Linked DNA regions of Zea mays: region 2 is linked to region 1. Evidence: chromatin contacts called from public Hi-C data. All regions are on one chromosome and are shown on one strand. The core of a region is the stretch at or near the end of the contact, and the rest is flanking DNA. Distances in the headings are between cores, read along the strand shown. Region 1 has its middle 14 kb from the start of LOC103638587. Region 2 holds the start of LOC100276479.

Evidence for each region. A called contact is a pair of places that touch in the nucleus more often than the background predicts.
Region 2: a Hi-C map of tassel shows a contact between it and region 1, with 5 times the contacts expected there. The contact joins the promoter of LOC100276479 here to the enhancer-like site in region 1. A contact is called at or near these places in 2 of 25 Hi-C or Micro-C datasets (ear and tassel).

What each region holds. Positions count from the first base shown.
Region 1 is chr9:79,787,415-79,793,525 of Zm-B73-REFERENCE-NAM-5.0, forward strand. No RefSeq gene overlaps it. Among protein-coding and RNA genes, the nearest start is that of LOC103638587, 14 kb to the left of the region's middle. Within about 2 kb of position 4,022, at least 16 of the 20 cell types and tissues checked have an H3K27ac peak or open chromatin away from gene starts, as enhancers often do. A contact at or near this core is called in ear and tassel, where this site is marked.
Region 2 is chr9:80,423,003-80,429,033 of Zm-B73-REFERENCE-NAM-5.0, forward strand. It overlaps LOC100276479, which reads left to right and starts at 2,549. Exons shown (of 3, transcript NM_001150257.1): 1 at 2,549-2,680; 2 at 4,996-6,031. The coding sequence starts at 5,004.

The DNA of each region.
Region 1 (6,111 bases), core at 2,772-5,271:
TCGAATCTGATAATAAAATCATTTTTGTATTTGGCATATTTAAATGAAGGATGTTCTTACTCAATTGATTGTGCGAAAGTCATCCCAAAAGCAACATACTAATACAACTAATGATAAATGAGATGATCTTGATGAAAAGACTTTGTCTGTATTGCAGTTCATTTTATCTTATGATATTCTGTGTGAACTAACTAATGCAAAAATATATGACAGAATTTTAGAAGAAATTGGAGGAGCTATATATGACCAAGGGTCTTGTCCATAAGCTCCATCTTAAAGAGCGTCTTTGCACTATTCATATGTTGGAAGGTACATCTATTCAGTCACATTTTAATGAATTTAATTCAATTTGTGTTGATCTTAAGAGTTTCGATGTGAAGATAAAGAAATTTTGTTGGTAGTATCGTTGCCCTCTTATTTTAAGCATTTAAAAGATATTATTCTTTATAGGTATTATACTTCATTGACTTTTGAGAATCTTATGCCAAATTTATTGTCCATGAAAAAATTGATGTTGATTCTCGTTCCGAGTCTAATGGTGAAGGTTTTATTGTTCGAGGTAAAACTCAACAAGCGGGTAGTCCTAATAAACCTAAATCAAGGTCTAAGTCAAGAGATCGTAAGAATGGCACAATCTGATGTAGCATTTGATTCTGCATCTTCCATATGAGGCACGAATGGGGGCCTATGCGTCAAGAGATGCCTAAATACTAAAGACTATTAGAAAGAAATGTAGAAATAAATGCAAAATCGAGACATCCATTGCATAGACATACATACTAGAGGAGGTGTCAAACTTCACAACAACTTACTATGGTGACAAACTCCCAAGCGTGCATAATCCACCCCTCGTTAGAATGATTTCGAAAATGAAACAAACCTCAACATTTTTCAAGGGTAATTCAGAAGAGCAAGTGGTTCAACCACCAAGACCTTGAGACATGAAGAGTGGCACCATATCATGCTATATCTGTTGACCAACCTTGACGAGGTGACATATCATGCCATACACGAAGAAATTTCTTGATGAATTCTGGTGTTGATCAAGGGATACAACTTCACATGAATATGATACCCTTCTTAAAAAGAGTGTGGGAAATGGATTGCCCGGTTTCATTTCCTGGTTCAAATAGGGCCAAAGGGATCTGTCTATGAGTGCCGAGCTGAGACAAGTAGCCAATGGCTTTGCATATAGGGTCAGGACATTTTCTAGGTATGATGTTAATGGATACCGTTTTCGCACAACAAGCTACGACCGAAGTCGGCCCTATCGAAAAACCACGTGTTCTGGAGTTTTTACGCTAGAGCAGGACGAGGTCGAGTATTATGGAAGAATTAAAAAAAATATATGAACTCAATTTTCATGGTTTCAGTGATATTCAAATGTCATTGATTTGACCCTAAAGTGATGAGGCAGACACATTCTAATATTGGGCTAGTAGAAATTCGACAAGATACCATCTTACCAGGAGACGATGTCTATATCGTGGCCCAACAGGGCACACAAGTGTTTTATCTCTCATATGTGTGCTAAACAAAAGAGCATTTTAAGGGTTGGGATGTTGTGTACAAGGTATCACCGCACAGTAAGTTACCTGTTCCAAACGATGAAGATTATAACTTAGACCCAAACATATATGATAGAGAGTTCTTTCAAGAAGATGGTCTAGAAGGGCGATTTGAGATAGACTTAACTGAAGTGATCATAATGGAAGTAGACGAGGAGGATGAAATGGTTGTTGACGAGGATGAGGAAGAGGTGCAAAATGAGAATGACTTAAAATGCTTGAAGGATTACATTTAGGCAATGACAATGATGAACTTGCGCCTTCAGATGGTGTTGATTATGAAATGGTTGATAGTGATGATGTGACTTATGGTCCGACTAATCCTGACTATGAAGATTATTTTTAATCAATGTAATGTTATATTTTATTTATTTTGCATCTGTTTCTAAATACTTATTTTTTATATATGCTTATTTGCTTACTATTAATTGCAGGTGATTGGACAAATATGGTGGGCGATGGGATGAGGGCGAGGACAAGGAGGGAGAGGGGGAGGGGGACCACCCGTACGATGGAGGAGGAGGCGTAGCAGGACGATGACGTGCACCAATAGGAGGACGACGTGGTGCAGCAGGCCGCTGTCGAGGCTCAACAGTAGGACGTCGATACAACATAGCAAGACGACGACAACAATGCTCAGCTGGACGATGATGAGGCGCAGCAGGACACCTCTAGTTCTGGCACCTCAGGTTCAGAGTGAGTCTACTTGCGAGGTCCCGCGAGTTCCCTTAGCGACCGATACTTCGTGGTAGGCGCCTGCTGGTTCGACACAATGGGGAAAGGTATGTAACTTTAGATGTTGTCGCTGCTTCTTCATATTATATGTTCAAATTCGTAATAGAAACTAATACTTTTTCTTAATAAATTGGACTGGTCTTGGAAGGTTGTTGAGAATGCACGGGGTCACAAACACAACCACAATGGCATTCTCGGCCTTCTGTGCAAGGAACACTTCCATGGTCTTGTTGAGTACGTCAGAGTGATGGGCCCGGCTTATTCCTTTGATCACTACGTCATCGCCCCCGATGCAGTAGATCGGGACGACAGGGAATTCAACAACAAGGCGGAGCGGGCGAAGCAAGAGTTTTTGTTAAGTCTTCCTCACACTATATTGTTTAATACATCACATTCATTGCACATTCTTAAAATAATGTATGGATACATCATCTTTGTATGTAGGATTTCTTCATATGCGAGCCTGTATACGAGGCCAGGGTGGATGTCACACCCGGGTTTTAGGGGTCCAAAACCCGGGCGCGAAATAATCACCAAGTGTGCTGGGACCAAGTCTCACACATATGATGACTCATGGTACAGAAACGAATGTCACATCTTTACTAGATAATAGGAGTTCTGTACAAAATAAATAAATAATTACATCATATGGAGACAACAATCCAGCAACCCCAAAGTTGACTGGGAGACGACGGCCTAGATCTCTCACGAACTTGTCACAACATCCTCCATGCGCCTCATCCTGCGGTACCTGTTTTTGACCTGTGTGGGGGGAGGGGTGTGAGACAGCAAGAGTGAGCTCACATACGTTCATCGCTCAACAAGTTGTGGGGAATAATATTCATGAACTCGCCAAAGGTGGGAGCTCACATGAAGTGTAAGGCTTACCAAAGAGGATGGTTGAAGCTGAGCATTGCTTTTAAAGTTGGTAAAATTTTTATTAGCAATTACTAAGTATAAGTAAATACCAACCCAATTAAGTAGTAGAACAAAAGTGATAACAACACCCTCAATGCAATGCATATGACAAATTGAATTTAGTTCCATAAATTAGTCATGTGAGGGTCCGAGCTGCTCATGATCGTGAGCACGGCTGATATACCAGTTTTACACTCTGCAGAGGTTGCACATCTTTACCCACAAGTTGTGTTACCCATTTGCCACGAGGTTGATCAGACCCCATACACCTTGTAATACCCAAAATGTATAAAGTGATACTATATTGGATCTCCTTATTTTGTGTGCCATATTTGCATCATAAAAAGAGCATACATATAATTAAGAGTGATTAATTAAAACAAATAATACTAAAATAAAAGAAAGCGCACATTGTTGGAGTTTTATATGTTTGTGCATTAAATAAAATAATAAGGATAATAATAATAAGATAATAATTACTAGAAGTTTGATTAAACCCTAAATTAAAATTAGGGTTTTGAAAATAAGAAGAAGAGAAATGATATAAAAATACAAATAATATAATTATATTTCCAAAATTGGTATTTTAATTTCACAATATGATTTGAGAATAAATTTGGCACAAGTTTGAATACAAGATTCGAATTCAAATTGAACTTAGAAATAGAGAAAATAAGATAAAAGATAAAATGAAAAAAAAGAAAAGAGGTACATGGGCCGACTGCCTCCTTTCTAGCCCACGGCTCCTTTCCGCTCTCGCGCAGCCCAACTACGGATGCTTCGCGCGCACCGCCTACTGACACCCGGGCCCCATTGGCCAGCCATCCTTCCTCGTGCTCGCGTCTCTCCGCCCACTGGTTCTCGGGCCCATCTGCCAGCCCCGCTTCCGCATACCGCATCTGCCGCGCGTCCGCTACCGCATGGGCCAATGTTGTCAGGACCGTCCTCTCCGCTGGGACTCAACAGAATGGCGTCGTGAATCGCGCGATGACCACCTGCGATTCCTCCAACTGGGCGCAACAATCGCGCCACCCGGGCGAGACCCATAACGGCCCAATTCCACGGACCCCACGCCCTACAAAACCTAGAAGGATTAGGTCGCCTCGCGCCCAGATTTTGACTTGCGTTCATGGCGCAACGGAAGCCGGGGACTCCGCACTCCAGTCGCGACCACGTTCTGGTAAACTTCGCCCTCGTGCCCATAAATTGACCAAGCCATTGTGCTCGCCTCCCCATTTGCCAACCGAAGAAACCGTGCGGTCGTCGCCCTGAGAAGTCACCAGCCGTGCAAATCTTCAAGCTGCCATTGCCGCCGGCCCCGCGTATCAGAAATTCCCCCACGACCGCAGCCATTATTCAACCCTGGGTGCTTCGGTCAGTCCTCTGTTGGTGTTTCCGAGCTCGCTGCGGGGGATTGGTGGCTGGTGTCGAGCGAATTTGTCGATGGCGTCAGAGCACCGCCGTGACCGCGCTCGCTGCCGTGGCTAGGGCGTTCGGCACTTCGAATCAAGGTATTAGCACTGCCCTTGCATTCGTTCACTCATTGGGATTGAGTATATAGTCTCAGATTCGTTTATGGAGCGACGAACCGCCAGATGGCTCATCGTGTGGAGGTCGCCGGCGATGGCCTCCGTCGCGGGATCGGGCGTGAGCTACCGCGCGTCGGAGTTGAGGTGGCGAGCCACGCGCTGTCGTTGATCTTCACATGGATGATCGAGATGTAGCCGGGGAAATACCTCCATCGCACTTTAAATCCAAGCCGTGGGCTACTCATCCGATGGCGGGCTGTGTGTGTCGACGTGGCCAAATCTCGGGCATTGACCTCGGATCCTAGGGTTGGCGTCGTTGACCGGGTCACGTGTGGGCTGGTTTAATCCGGACGCTTGATTTAGATTGAACGACCAGTATCTAGCCATACCCCTTCGCGAGCGTATTCTTTTATAAGAGACCCTGAATCATTTATACATCAACCCGCCGTCCTGAGTGGTGTTTACTGAGTCTAGGAATTTTTGTGGGATAGCCCCTGACCTCTCTGGTTTTTATGCGCCCAGTCCAGAACTTATTTAAAATGAATAAATGAATTAGTAAATGCATTTTTAATACAAAAACAATTGCTAGAACTTGTAAAATTCATAGAAAATTCATTTTTAGTCCAAATTGATCCATTCCAATTTCTATAATTTTATAATATTGTTGTTTATCCATTAGTGCCACTGTTTTGAAATGAAAGACACATTAAAACTTATCTCTCGCTTAACCTTGTATTAAATACATAAAACCTTTGGAAATTCATATCCTAAAATCTATAACTCCAAAATTAATGATTCTTGTTCCTAGGTTCTTATTTTAATATGTAGATTTTTATTGTATATTTTATTTACATGTTTGGTGTGATGTTAATGTTTGCTATACTATGTATGTGTTGTATTGTTGCGAGTAGACGAGCAAGCTACTGTGGATCCTGAGGTTCAGCAGATAGAAGTTGCTGAGCAGGAGCTCATTGAAGGCAAGTTGTGCCTTTGGTCACTTATTTTTACCCAGCCATGTTCTTATTATTCATAATGATCTGCATAGGTTAATTTTGATGGGATCCAATAGGTTACCCGAGTTTTGGCTATCTTTATACCTTGTTGCCACTGAATATTTTTGGGTAGTACTTACTATTTCTTATTGTGGTTTTGGGTATGGAGAGACACTATTAATGATTACACTTTTATTATCTGTTTATTATTACTGTTCATGTTAAGATCATTATGTTAATGGGAACATGGAGCGACCACCCAGGAAAACAGTGCTACCACAAGGGTTTAGTGGGACGCCCTTGGCTGATTAACTAGGAAAACTAGTCGGTTGGAATGCTTGATATGATGGACATGTAATGAAGTTGGAT
Region 2 (6,031 bases), core at 1,299-3,798, 630 kb after region 1:
ATTTTCGTCGGCCACCACCGGGCCGACGAAAATAATCAGCCGACCATTGATTTTCGTCGGCCTTGGTAGGTTATTTTCGTCGGTACCGACGAAAATACACCTATTTTCGTCGAACTTATTTTCGGCGGCTATTTTCGTCGGTTTAGGCTTATTTTCGTGGGTTTTTGGCCCACGAAAATTTAGATGTTTCCTGTAGTGACAGCGAGCTCGACCTTGTGGTGTAGAGACTCGAGCATCTCTAGGATCTCGACTGCGATGGTGGCCACGCCAGCATGGAGGAACGACGAGGTCGGCTTTAGGAACAGGATGGGCTCCTGTAACACACTAAACACATGCAAGGTCAAATCCAGACTCCAGAGGTAGCATGGGAAGGAGTGGGGAGGGAGGTTGGAAGCATGGCAGCGTTTTGGGATCGAAGATGGGTGGTGCGCGACTACACCTTGGAGTCCGGGTTGTCGAGCTCCTCGTCGTTCCTCTGTGGTCCGATGACCGAGACCGGGACTACATAGATAGAGAAGAAATTTAGGGTTAGGGATTTTGGAAAACTTGAGGAGCATCACGGATTATGGAAGGCGTGGAGCGAGAGATGTGGATCCGTGATTATGGAAGGCGCGCGTGATTTTGGAGCGAGACTTGTGGATCCAAGGCGCGCGTGATTAGGGCAGCCGAGGCGCGGGAGCACAGCGAGCAGAGCGGAGGCGTGGGATTAGGGGCAGGGAGCAGAGCGGAGGCGCATAGAGCGGCGGCGCGGGATTTGGGGCAGAGAGCACAGCGAAGTCGCAGCTCACCACTGTGTCGTTGGCTGCCTTCCTCCGTGGTCCGGCCGCGGGGCGCAGACTGGGGTGCCCTCCACCGTGTCCGTTGTGCTCCCCCATGGCAAGGAGGTCGAAGCACCTGGGGCAGGGCGTGGTGGAGACGAACCTCCCGTATTGCTTCTTTAGGTTGGGCATGTCGTGGCCCCTAGAATTCGACGACCAACAATCCCGGGGAATGGGAGGGCGGGGGTGGCCGCGGACCATCACCACTTCCTTGGATGTAGCACAGGATCTGGGAGGTGAATGGAGAGCACGAGATCTGGGAGGTGAAGGGGATCGCGGGGGCAATCCCGTTGATTGTGGGGGCGACCGCGGACGTGGGGATGAGCGGAGGATGTCGCGGGTGGGAGTGGGAGGCAGAACCGTGGGTGTGGACGCCTACACTATTTGCTTAAGAGTAGTAGAGATTAAGCATGAGAGTTTTTAAGAGCTATTAACACTAGAGCTGATGCTTGTAGTTGCTATTTGGATGATTTTTATATTAACCACTTTGCTCTACTAAAATATACTTTATAGATAGAATTTTTATAGGTTATTAACACATATAGCCATCTAGATCCTTGTAATTGTGAGCCAAAGCAGTGGAGGACGGAGCAGGTCAAAAGAGGTGTGCATGGCAGCGAGGAGCTGCGTGTGGCGTATGCTCATGATCAGCGTTGGAGTGGTTATAGTGGGTGGGCATATGAGTAGCTTAAGGTTGGGGTACGTGTAGAGAAGAAGAAATTATAGTGAATTGCTATGTAAGTCACGATAGTGTTAAAAAATAGTAAATCTAAAAAAATATTAGGGCTTGTTCGGTTTTATGGCTTTAGAAAAGGATTATATGTCCTTCGATCACACCCAATCCTCAGCAACCAAATGAGTCATTAATGATTCTAGTGAAACTAAGAGTGTGTTTGGTTTGGCTTCTAGCTATAACTTTTGCCTCCCAAAAATCAAAAGCTAAATCAAAGACCTAATTGAGCCAACAACTTTTTTCAAAAAGCCGACTTTCGAGCAGTGCAGAATTAAAAGCACATCTAGACCATATTTTAGTAACTTTCGGACAAAAGAATCTTGTAAATATATGTAAGAATTTTTAATGGCTTCCACTAAACGATTTGTTGTTTTTTACGGCTCACATTTTACAACAATTTTTTTCGTATCTCACAATATATGACAGTTTTTTTATGGTCATAGTCCAACCAAATATATTCTAATTTGTGAAAGATAAAAATGCTATAGATGTGAACCTGTTTTCTTGTCAGTACCCCGTGAAAGATGTGACTAACACGCACATAATTACGCCGCACGCAGTACCATCCTTGTCAAAGCGTTGGCGTGCAGCGTACAGTAGAGTAATAGACCGATGATTGAATCCACCGTACAGTAGAGTAATAGACCGATAATTGAATCCACCGTACAGTAGAGTAATAGACCGATAATTGAATCCACCGTGCAACGCGCTAAGCGGCAGGTACGACGCCTGTCGCGAACGCGGGCCGGCAGGAGCACGAGGGGGGGTCACGAGCGACGAATCCAAGGCGCGACCGCAACCACGCCGCAGGCAGCGGTCCGGCCGCCCGGCCGAGGCCGGCAGCTCATCACGAGTGCCAGATCCAGTCGTGGCCAACGCCAACACAGCGCCCCCTCCCCACGACGCTGAAGTCCCAGATCTAACCACACAGACACAACCCACCACGTCGCCACCACCAACTAACCCATTAATCCATCAACGCCGGTCCTCCACGGTCACGCGGAAGTCACCGCCGCTCTGCCGCGCTCTCCCGTAGTCCCGTACCGCATCGCGTTCTTCGCTGGCCTCGCTGTCGTCTCATCGCCATTGGCGTTTCGCCTGCAGCTGCTCGTCCGCCAGAACCAAGCAGGTTCGTCCCTTCCTAGCCCGCCCGCCGCCTCGACGCTCATCTGAGCTGCGCTCCCCCTCCAACGTCGTACTACTCGCGTGGCGCTTTATCTCGTAGGTCTGAATCGGGCCTCCACCGAGTGTGTGACTCTCGCGCGGACGATTTTGCGTACTGCGTAGCATCCATGCGCGATTACCTGCGCGCTCGCTGCCAAGCGCGCAAATGTGTCCCGCCGCTCGCTTAGCTGATTCCGCGCCGCGTTACATCTGCCTCCTCTGTCTGCTACTCTGCTTCGCTCGTTCTCCAGGGGGACTTTCGTGGACAGCAGTTGTCACTATGTGACAAGGGTCTGCCGGTCTGGAGATGTTTCTGTGCTGAATTTGCTTGTTCCGCACAAGTGGATCGGTAAGTCCATTATTGCAGGTTCCTTTTCTGGGGTTCAAGCAGCATTGCGTTTGGCTTTGGGTGGGTCAGTGGCTGTGACCTGTAATGTTCCAGGCTGCAAATCCAGCAATGAAGATGAAAGTGACATTTCTACAATCATTCTTGCTAAATCCTGTCCGGCTTGCTGCCTATTTCTGGAATCTACCAGCTGACAGTTTGACCCCTTTGGAAACTGCTCATATTTTACTATTTCCACTATTTTTTTATTTGTCGCGTTTTAGTTCAAAAATGGACGACAAATATTCGAGAACGGAGTTAGTACTATATTACTAGCTTCTTCTGTTAGGAGTGATTTCTTCTGTTAGCAGTGGTTTGAAGGGGATTTGGAGGGAATTAAAACCCTTGCTAATAAAAAAATGAATGGAAAGAGATTTAATACCCCTTGATCCTTTTTGATCTCCATGCAATCGAACAAGCCCTTAGTCTGTGTCCTACCTGCTTGCTTTGACATAAGATGCCGTTGTTTGACAAGAATGTTTCTGATGTCTACATTTGGGCCTCAATAACTCAGTTTACATTCTGTTAACTAGCTTGTTTCTGAATTCTGCAAAACATATACTGATCTGGAAACTGCTTCCTGTAGCTGAGAGCATAAATTGCTACCATGTATGCTTTATTGTGCTTGTTGCTTGAAGAAAGGGGCTAAGCAGAGATGCATTCAATACTCCTCCATGAGTGCAACACATAAATTGATATTGAATTCTGTTTTCAGTTACATGGGCTTATTGGCCTTCGAAATGCTTCCTTTTATGTTCAACTTATCAGTTATCACTGTCTCTGTCTCATGTTCCCACATTTCTCTCGTTTTGCAAACAATATTGCATAAACTATTCACCGTCAAAAAAAATATTGCATAAACTATGTGAATCTTTTGCTTTCCCTTGCAATGCTTAGTGATTGTACGTATAGTTGGACATCCGTTCACCAAGACAGAGTCTTTCCTTCTGAACTCATATTTATTCTCTTAGATCTTACTCCCTCCATTCCAAATCTCAATTCTAAGGGTCTGTTTGGTTGGGCCGTGGCTGTGAAAAAAGTTGTTGTGGGCTGTGAGCTATGCAAAAAGCTGTTGTAGGCTGTAAAATGTTAAAAAACTAAAAAACGTTTGTTGGAAACCACTAAAAGTCGTTAAAATTTTTTCAATATATGTTTTCACAGTTCCATCCGAAAATTCACTAAAAGCGGGTCCAGAGGTACTTTCAGATTTGCACTCCGAGAAAGTCGGCTTTTAGAAAAAGCTTCTTCCTGGATCCAGCCATTTGGTTGGTTTTTGGCTTTTAGGGGGGCAAAAGCCAAAGCCAAAATTCAAACCAAACACACCCAGTCATTTTGGCTTTTCTATATACAATGCTTTAACTATGTATTTAGATATAGTGTATATTTAAGTGCACTATAAAAGATGCCCCCTCCATCCCAAAATAAAATGTGTTTTACCTTTTTAGTTGATACATGCAATAATGAATATATTTGTCTTACATATGTGTCTAGATTCATCATCATCCATTTGAACATAGACATAAAATCAAGTATTAAAATGACTAATATTTTGGGATTGAGGGAGTATGTATGTAGAAAAGCTAAACATCTTATAATCTGGAATGAAGGGTGTGGATCCTAGATTTCTAATGTCCATCTTTCACTGGAGGTTCACTCAGAAACTATGGGACCGAAAAAGTTGCTCCAATATTTGTGTGTACTTTGCTGCTTCTCTAGCCCTAAAGCATGAAAGTAACATTGACATACTTTACGGAATACAATTACTGTACCTACTGTTTCCATTGTGCTATGTTCACGAACATCTACTCAGATTATCTTATATTTTGTATATTTGTGTGCTGTGCTGACTGGTACTTAACTGGCGAACCCACGTTCATTATGCATTGTTTAATCAGGTGTAAACATGCTTCATCATTCAAATAGCCGGAACCAAAGGAACAGGGGATCAAGAATCAAAACTCTACTCCAAGCGACCTTGCTTTCAGGTGTTGTCTTTTGGCTCCTGTATCAGGTGAAGCATTCCTATGATAAGAAAAACGAGTACTTGGATGATGCTGAGGACCAGCTTACCCATAATGATAGAAGCATATTCCAGGCGAGGAAACAAAAGGCAGGTAGTTACAGTGATAGCAACGTCCAAATGGTTGTCGACAATTCTGATGTAACAACTAAACCAGAGGAAGGTGATGTAGATCATCATTCTGATACTTTTGATCATAACGAGAAGACTGTAGAAACTGTGTTCGATAAAGATAGTACTAACCTGCATGAAGATGACAAGAGAAACACTGAGAGTTCAGAAGCGGAAGGACAAGTCAACAGTGGAGATAGTAATACAGAAGCTAATAATAATAAGAATGAAGATGAAACCACCAGTCTTGTAGAAGGACGCAAGCATGATACTGAATCCAACTCTGCTGCTGAGAGTAAAAGTGAAGTCAATTCAACTGGAGATGAATTGTCCCAAAACAATCATGCACAAGAGGAAAACACTAGGGAGGCAAGTGGAATGTCTCATGATGAAGTAGCGCATGGTGACGAATCAACCAGTGCAAGTGGAACTTGGAATGGATCAGATGGAGAAGGTGAGAAAAAGGAGGCAGTTGATACTCAAACTGGTTCTGAAACCCTTCCTGACGATGCCAAGACCGAAGCAACTGATGACCGTGGTACTAACAGCCTTTCTGACGAAACAGGGAACATACCATCAGTTCATACTGATAATTCACAAAATGATGCCAGTGAAAACCAAGGAGATGCAACATCCACTACCTCAGATTCATCTGAGCATGGCATCAGTGAGGCTGTCCATATTGAAACTGGATTGGAACATGGAAGTGCAACAACATCATCTGTTACTGGATCTGGTGATGACAGGGATAACTCATCTGATAGCTCCTCTGCAGGAAAAAATACGGAGACTCTATCTGG